2 separate regions of the Nothobranchius furzeri genome follow, and region 2 is linked to region 1. Evidence: chromatin contacts called from public Micro-C data. All regions are on one chromosome and are shown on one strand. The core of a region is the stretch at or near the end of the contact, and the rest is flanking DNA. Distances in the headings are between cores, read along the strand shown. Region 1 overlaps LOC107376010 (SH3 and PX domain-containing protein 2A). Region 2 holds the start of slka (STE20-like kinase a).

What was found. A called contact is a pair of places that touch in the nucleus more often than the background predicts.
Region 2: a contact with region 1 is called in a Micro-C map of tail fin, with 6 times the contacts expected there. The contact joins the promoter of slka here to the enhancer-like site in region 1. A contact is called at or near these places in 2 of 2 Hi-C or Micro-C datasets (skeletal muscle and tail fin).

What each region holds. Positions count from the first base shown.
Region 1 is chr12:33,558,940-33,563,631 of NfurGRZ-RIMD1, forward strand. LOC107376010 (SH3 and PX domain-containing protein 2A) reads right to left here. Exons shown (of 15, transcript XM_070542551.1): 4 at 3,955-4,031; 5 at 3,293-3,384; 6 at 664-762. Among protein-coding and RNA genes, the nearest start is that of LOC107376009, 57 kb to the right of the region's middle. Within about 2 kb of position 3,017, at least 2 of the 3 cell types and tissues checked have an H3K27ac peak or open chromatin away from gene starts, as enhancers often do. A contact at or near this core is called in tail fin, where this site is marked.
Region 2 is chr12:33,697,710-33,702,139 of NfurGRZ-RIMD1, forward strand. It overlaps slka (STE20-like kinase a), which reads left to right and starts at 2,496. Exons shown (of 19, transcript XM_070542016.1): 1 at 2,496-2,575.

The DNA.
Region 1 (4,692 bases), core at 1,767-4,266:
ACTTTGAAAGTTCCTATTTGAATTTTATAATGTTTTTAATTACATGTGTAAAATCAGCTTAAGCTGGTTCAAATTTAAATGGATAATATGGAGTTTTGGCTTGCTTTTAGCACCCCCTAAAGTCAGCTATTTATTTACTGTTATAAAAGAACATGTGAAACGTATTTACTTGCTGTGCATTCGTCTTTTTAACGCCTTAATCTAACTGCTGAAATAACTGCTTAGCCTTCATTAGTGTCTACAGCAGTGGCTCATCACTAAATCAAACAATTCAGCTCTGTTCATGATCTAAAACATGCTGGAAGCACACTCCAAGACTAAAGTGTGACTAACAGGTAGTGGCCCACCAACTCTGAAGTTACATGTGCGGTATTCTGACCACAGGGGGCAGTCGGGTCAGGGTGACTTTTTATTAAGGGTCATTTTAGCACATACTAGCTCAAGAAAATGATTTTAATATTTGAAAAAGTTGCATAGTATGCCTTAATACTATAATTTAAGGAAAGACTTGATGCTCACGCTTTTCTCTTCACATTATTAGATATTGACTGTTTAGCTGTTAAGAATACAATGTGAATTGTGTGTTTTTTGCTCCAGCCTGACTGGGTGGAGATGAAAACTGAGGCTCGGGGAGAAATAATGAGGATAAAGTAAATGCTTGACCTGCCGTGCTTGCTCGTGACCCTCAGCACAAACCCAGAGGTGGAGTTATATTCCTCCCAGGAGGAGACTGAGCACACAGCTCTGGCTCTGTACACTCCCCTCCTGTCACCAGTAAAATCCGATGTTTAGGGCCATTTTGGGGGTGGGGGGGGGTTTAACATCTAGTTAAGAAAAGTTGTCTTAGTTTCACCAAGTAGGTCCAAGTCAGAGGTGGAAAATAGTATGTCACTTAAAATTCAAATCAAAGGATCCTTTATAATCATGGGAGTTTGCTCTGGAACTCTCTGTAGGTGGGCCTGGTAGTGAAGAAATGTGTGCAGTACTAGTTCTCCTCACACTTTTGCAGCCAGCCAGGAGGACAGCCATCTCCGTCCTGCTTTGTGTCCACATTACAGAGACACTTGGATTAACCTCTGGCTCTGAGGTCAAAGGCTTAGCATCATCACTGTAATAAAGCAAAGGTTCCACGCGTGCATGGAAGATGTGCGGTAGGTTTGTGTGAAAGGTAATGTGTGCACAAACAAACCCAGTAACCTTGAGTACGCTTTCTCAAATTTGCAGCAAGACTTGGCCATGATTGGACACTGATGTCAGTGTCAAAGAACGCTTGTTTGACCAAATACCAACCACTAATCACTTAGCTTGTGCTAAAACACTGAGCTCGCATTACACTAAAGGTTGCAAAAGAAAAAGCTCTGCAGAAAAACTACACGGCAACTCATAGTTTAAAATAGATTAGTCGTTAATGTGCATTAGTTTGTTTCAATGCATTTGATATTATTTAATATGAAATGTAGTTTTTATGTTAAGACTTGAGGAAAAATACTTTGCCTTGGATAAAGTTGAGGTTAGACAAGCAATTGTAAAAATCAGGTTAAATAAACTGGTTAATAAAATGCTTGTAAGGTGTCAGATTTTGCACGAAAAGAGTCGATTTTTTTAAATTTTTAAAACAAGATACATTGAAAAAATTCAAGTTTCGCTTCAGGTTAGATAGTAAGTGGATAATAGAATAATAATTGAATCAATAAAAAGATGAAGTCAAGGAACTGTTGCTTTAATTATGATGTTTATTCCCATTTTGTTTGCTGGCTAAATTTGTTTTATTTCAGTTTTGTTTGGCATTAAAAGTTTGATTTATTGTGAAGGGTGGATAATAATAATAATAATAATAATAATAATAGACACCGAGGCTATGCAGTGGCGCAGTGGTTAGAGCTCTTGCCTTCCTGGGCTAAGATCTTTCTGCATGGAGTTTGCATGTTCTCCCTGTGCATGCGTGGGTTCTCTCCGGGTACTCCGGCTTCCTCCCACAGTCCAAAAACATTACTGTTAGGTTAATTGCTCTGTCCAAATTGTTCTCGTGTGTGTGTGTGTGTGTGTGTGTGTGTGTGTGTGTGTGTGTGTGTGTGTGTGTGTGTGTGTGTGTGTGTGTGTGTGTGTGTGTGTGTGTGTGTGTGTGTGTGTGTGTGTGTGTGTGTGTGTGTGTGTGTGTGTGTGTGTGTGTGTGTGTGCATAAATGTTTGTCCTGTATGTCTCTGTGTTGCCCTGCGGTGGACTGGCACTCTGTCCAGGGTGTACCCCGCCTGATTGCTGATTGCCCCATTGACCGCTGGAGATAGGCACCAGACCCTACGTGGACAAGCGGGTTCAGGAAACGGATGGATGGATAATAGACACCACCTTAAGAAGGTAGAAATTCCAGATGAAACAAACCCTCAGCCTTTTTACAAGCTTGCAGAAAGGCTCCCTCTTGTGGTGAAATTGTGTTAAAACAAGTGATCTGAGTTCTTTGCAAACCTGTTATGAACATTAGATGGCAGTGTTGGATGAGGGCTGATAAAACAAGACTGTTTCATTCTAGTCAGAAAAGCTCTTCTGTCATTTCTTATCAGTCATGTGCATCAGCAGGCATGCCGGCAATTTTTTTGTTTGTTTGTTTTGTTTATTTAGAAACTGAGCTCACCTCTAGGCCTTTTGGCACATAAAGATGAGATTTCCAGGGGAGTGATTTTGAAACAGTGCAGATCCAGTGGAAGTGAATGGGAGTGTACGGGTAGTGCGGCCTTTAGACCTCAGCCTATCCGTTTAGGCTGCACCGGATTGTCTCACTGCAGGAGACTCAATTGGAAGTGGGATTAACTTGAATGAGTATTGGAGGTTAAAAGTTGTGTCTTTTTTTCTTAAGTAAAAGCCAGATGGATATCTTCAAGAATTTGCATTTTACTGAGCAAAAAAAAATTCTTCATGCACAGGTCAAACCAAGCACAGAATGTCTGCTGAAACCTGCTGTGGGTCTGCCAGTTGCGTAATGACTCCTACTCTCACTTTGAACCGATTAAGATGAATGACTCAGCTGACAGCCTTTTCCACCATGAGACTTGAACCCGCTGAACTTCCATGACACCACTGATCCTTCCTCATTAGCTCTGGCTTCTCATGTCACAAGACCATTATTTTCAAAAACACAGTAACTCACAAGACTATCAGTCTTCAAAGCAACGCTATCAAAGATTGACATGAAATGATCCGGCTGCTGAAGCACACAAACACACAACAGCAGAGTTTAATATCTTATAGCTCTGCTTAAGAAGAGTTTTCTCTTGGACAATTTAGTTCGGTTACTCACTCAGTGGGAGGGTTAAGGTCTTCGGATTTTGTTTCAAAGAAGTTAAGGACCTCCTCGCTTTGACAGATTTGGGAGGGGAGTTTCATCAGAGCCTGTGAGGAAGAAGGGAGAGATAATGCTACTGGTTGCATTCAGATATCAACCATTTGTTTCAATGTAGCTGCGCCTTCCTGCTGATCAGAGGACCAGCAGGAGATGTGCAGTTGTGAAGAGACGAGAGGCTTGTGATCTTGGGACAACACACTCAAAAAGTAAACACACCTACTTAAAAAGGTAAAGGGTTCCAGGTAACATTAGCTTCTGGTGAATGGCAAAAAGGTTGTGACTAACCTGCCTGCATTCCTTTCAACCACTTTTTTTTCATAACCACACCACACTGCTGATTCATTCTCATTCTCTCATGCCCCAGATCCCTCGTTTCCTTTTGCGGCTGCATATTTACATCACTGACAGGACGTGACTGCTGCAGAAAGAGGACTGGCTTTCCTGTTTCAGGCTGGTGGGGGGAGATAAACGCCAAGGCCTGCCTTGAACTTATAAAGGGAAACCTCTGGCAAGCAAAAAAGGGCCCTTCCATCCAGGACATTCTGAGGTCTCAGCACAAAGGGCTGCACAAAAATAATAAAAAAAATACTAATTTGTCAAATATTATCCATCCTTACTTTGCAGTAATTGTCCAGGTGCTTCAGTCTTCTGACCGCTACATCTCTGATGTGACTGCGGCGAAACAAGACTTTACCTGAAAAGGGATAAAACATACATGTAGACACATTTTCGGGTGAATTGTTACTGATAAGTTCAGTTATAAGCCTGTATCTACATTTTTCTCCAACAGCTCTACTGTTTTCTGTCTTAAACACACTGAGAACGACAGACGTGTTTCGGGGTTTTTTTTAAATAAAAATGTTGCTATTTCAGAGATTTTCTGAAAAAGAAACAAGTTTCCCCTAAGTTTCAAAGGATTTTATTGAGTTGCATTAAACTTGTATATCAGGGGTAATGTAGGCCTAAACATCTAAACTTGTTGTCAAACAACTTCTGGGCCAAAGTAAATGCTCAGAGGCTCTAAAGGGGATTCAATGTCTGGAGAGTTTCCTAGAACTGGACACGAGATGTCATTGCTTCGTTTGCAAAGCCACTTGTGTAGGTGTGTTTTCTTTTGCCTTTTAGTGCTCCGTCAAGCTGAAAAAGGTCTTGCTCGTCCCCAGATTGTTCTTTATTGGTTGGGGGGACTGTGTTCTGCTTCAGGCTGAAGCTACGCCCTTGAATGATCTCAGGATGCTTTACTGTTGGCAGGACATAGGTCTAATGGGAGACCTCACCTTTTCTTCTGCAAACAATCCTTTCTCCAGATGCTCCAAATCAGCTGGAAAGTTGGATCTTTTACAGAAAATCAATTG
Region 2 (4,430 bases), core at 1,246-3,745, 140 kb after region 1:
TTCAGCTGTTCTGAATTTAGAAAGAATGTTTCAGGTAGCTTAAAAATAATTTCTGTCCGAGTTTTGATCAGCATTTCAGATAACCAAATCTTTACAAGTCTGCTCATTTTTTTTAATGTTTGCTTTCAGATGTTTACTTTTTTCAACTTAAAGGAAATTTTATTTTGTTTAAAAATAGAGTTATTACTAAGCTAAACTCAGATGTCAAGTATTGAGTGGTGGCAAAAATGTCATCACATGTTTTAGAGTATATATATTGGGACATCTTGGTTTGCTGCCATTGTTTCATACTGACTGCATTTAAATAATGCATTTTAAATTGTCCTTTTTAAATATCAAAAATGAGAGTTCAGTTCATCCTTTTAGAATTTAGTTTTTATGATAATCGTTCTAGAAATCTGTGTTCCTTTACTGAAAGCTTGTGCCCAAAACAGTATCAACGCTATTAATATGTTGTTTGTGAATGAAACTATTTCGGGACATAATTACAGTCTATTTTTGACTAGAAAAAGTTTAGGGTTGGCAATTTTATGTGAAAGGGTTGATGTAAATGCGTTTTCATATGAAGCTTAGATATTTTAAAGACCATGTGTGAAATCCATTGACATCATGGCAAAAAACATTCAAGTCTTTAGCACCATATGCTGTTTGGAGTAAGCATTGCAGCTATGGTAGCCCACACACATCAAAAAGGCAACATGTCCACAACATCTAGCTTTCACTGTAGCCATTCTAGTCCATTCTTTATAGCACAAGTTTGATAGTATAATCAATTTCGAATCTCTCTAGCTTAACCCAAACAAAGCATATAACTACGATTGAGCAGTTTACATTTTTTTGAATTATGACGATATATATCAACCTACCAGTCCTGCAGGAAGCATGTAATTTCTGTCGGGCCTTGAATCTATCACCAATTCACACACAAAGGAGGGGTGGCGTCAGCCAAGGGTTCTGGTGTCACATGGATCTGGGAGCAGCTGTGAAGTAATCAACCCTGGCCGCCGCTTAGCCACCAGCTAACGGATGAACGCTGGCGTGAGCCACAGTAGAGACAGAGCAGACATCACTGGCTGCCTGTTAGCCACTACTTAACGGATGAATGCTGGTGTGAGGCGCAGTGGTGATGGCTGCCTGTTAGCCATCGGCTAGCAAAGGAGAGCTGGAGCATGTTGGGAGAGAGATGGCAGACTGCGGAAGGGGAAGAGACTTGAGTAGAAGGAACTTTATGAGGCATCTTGAAGAAGAACTGATACATTGAGATTGGGAGTTCTAATACAAAGTAAAGAAAAATTAGCACATTGAGGGGACTTATAGTTAGGGACACCACTTGGAGGCTGGTGTCGAGTTAATAGCAGGCAGGAATCTCATACGGCTGCCGAGTATTGGACATGATGACAACCTGACAAATTTGATGTGTCTTTCGATTTTGTTGTTTGTTGTTCAAACTAACTGAGTGTGGCAAGGTGGATAAACGAGGGCCCGGGCAGGATTCGATCCCCAGACTCCCGGGTGAGAGTCATACGCTCTAACCAGTCAGCCAAAGGGACATCCCCTTGGCCAAGTAGCCAGGGCGCATGATCTATCGGTACACTGTGACAGGACACTCACACTGTCACATCTTCCCCCCTCTTTCCACAAGCACGTCCTCGTGCTCCCGCGCAGGGTGCCACAAACTTCACATCCATGGACCTACTTGACAGTACTACATGGATCCTGCCAACAACGCCAAATGTGGCAAGGTGGATAAACGAGGGCCCGGGCAGGATTCGATTCCCAGACTCCCGGGTGAGAGTCATACGCTCTAACCAGTCAGCCAAAGGGACATCCCCTTGGCCAAGTAGCCAGGGCGCATGATCTATCGGGACACTGTGACAGGACACTCACACTGTCACATGAGTACAGCAACAGTGTAACAATTGTCTTCTTCTTAGTTGAAATGGCAGACCCCATGTTTCCATGGATTACTGCTGCCCTCCACTGTTTCTTTCAGCACAAAAGCATAACAAGCTTATATCCCTATATAGCTATTGTATTTCAAGATGGCACATGACAATGAAGCGTCGACCACAATTTATATGTTTAAAATGTAAATTTTCAAGCTGAGAGGAATATTTAGAATTGACGTTGGTGAGAAATGCTAATGAAAAAGCACAAATATGTGAACGGGTTACACAGATTTTGATAGTAAACTGGTAAAAATATTACACACTGTAGCTTTAAATTTCCCTAGTCTCACATGCAGAGATTTTATTACATATTTCCCATTAAGGAGCATCTTTTTTCTTTTCTGTACAATAAAAGATGATTAGCTTTTATTCCAAATTTTAATAGTATGAATGACATTCCTAACAGACAGAATGACTGATACAGTAACGGTAACGATTGTGTGGTTTCATTATATGCTACAACGGCTTATCATACCCCTAGAACACAGAGAAGATCCAGGAAATAGATCCATTGTGCATCAAGTTAACCAGTATGAGGGCGGATTAGAACGGAAACAGACATACTTGTCTTTGCAAGCAAATTGTTCTGTTTCAAATTTCGTTAAAAATGCAGAAAATCTGTCTCAGTGAGTACATTTTAATTTAAAGACTATAATGACGTTGGTGGAACGTTGTGGATACTTGAGCAAATGAATTTTGTTTCCAACATTTAAACCTCAAAATGCAGAACATCTTGGAAAACTTATTTGTGCTTTTACAAACTAATTTCCAATACAGTTTAAGTTCGCTTTAAAATCAAAAAACGTTTCAGTTCGATTTCATTTTACGCTTGAAAGTATCCGTGAGTTTTGATCTTATTTTGAAAGTCCAGCGGAAAAGCTTACTTCCTTGGAATCTAACTTGATGCTAGTCCGTTAACTTCTGTGCGGTTAGCCAACCGAAGCATGAGGTCGGTGTTCTGTCCGTTTAACCCGGGTACCGTTAAATGACATAAATGTCGCCATGATAGCTGTAATGCTTTAGCTCTTTTCGGGTTCAGTTGATTCTTGTTTGAATGAAACGGAAACGCTAGCTTCCCTCCCCCTACCCCACGACTCCAGCACCGCTTGAGTCTGTGACGGGCTTAGCCATGATGTGGTTGTAAATAACTGCTGTCGAGGGAAGTTATAATTGACATTATCAAAGCTGATATCGACCTGTCAGCATTCGTTTAGCGCTCGCATGCTTTTATTCTGATAGTCGCTCGAGTTCCGCGTCTGGAGGGTCCGCTATATTTCGTTGACTGCGTCCACAGTCCTTCACGTCAGAAGGAAAACATGTCTTTCTTCAATTTTTGGAAGATGTTTAAGTTACCCGAAAAAAAGAAGAAGCAGTATGAACATGTTCACAGAGACGTCGATCCAGAAGACATTTGGGAAATAATTGGGGAGCTAGGAGATGGCGCTTTTGGCAAAGTGTACAAGGTAAGTTGATGTGTTACGTTACATCCGCCTTCTAGCTTTCTCGCCCATTTATGAACAAACTCGATTGCGTTGCTTTTGGAAGTCATTTGATGTTAAGATGACAACAAAGATGTCTCAACATTTGGTCAGGCCTCAGCCTAAAGTCAAGGCCCATGACTAAATTTCTTTTATTCATTCCACTAAAACAGTCACGTGTAAACTTTCCATGTGTGGAAATGTGAAAAAAGATAACAAATTTACAGCATTCTACATTTTAATTAACATTCTTGTTTACAACAGTTATTTTCACGTTTAAACGTGACTTTCTGATGTGTTTCACTTGCCTTTGGTAAAGAAAAAAATATGCCGAAGGCGTGGTTCGTTGCAACAAATGAAACGTGACCTCAAAATGTCAAAGTATATTGTTAAATCCGCCTCCCAGAGATCACAGGACACAGAGCCGTTCTCTAAAACTACACAGCATTTGTTTAAAGTAGTCACTCTCTCTATGCCTCTGGACTTTCTGTTCAGTAGCTTATGGATCCCCATACTGTTAGGTGTTTTGTAAATATAGCTAACTGATGACTTCTGCTAACCTGAGAATGTGTTTCATCATAACAAAAGCCTGTTATTTGATAACAAATAGACCTAATGTCATCATATGTACACCTGTTATTGCTTTCCTCTTTTCCTGAAACATTTTCTTTATGAATTTGAAGAAATTGGTTCACTTTTTGGTGGTTTCGTGTTGTGTCCATGTTAAATAACGTCTTATAGTTGTGTAAACTATTGTAATCAAATAAATCTTAATTTGCCTTCATTTGTTTTCTAGTCTCTTAAGCAGTTTGACTAGCTGTAATGGAAATCAGACGACTCACAATTTAGTTTTCTGCCAGCTTAAGCTTTAAAATAGACAAAATAAATTTGGTGATGTTACATTGACTGCATTAAAGTGGTAAAAGGAAGATACTTTCTATTGGGTCATGTTTTTATTATTGTATTTATTAACGCAAAAATTCACATTAGGTGGCTGCATTTA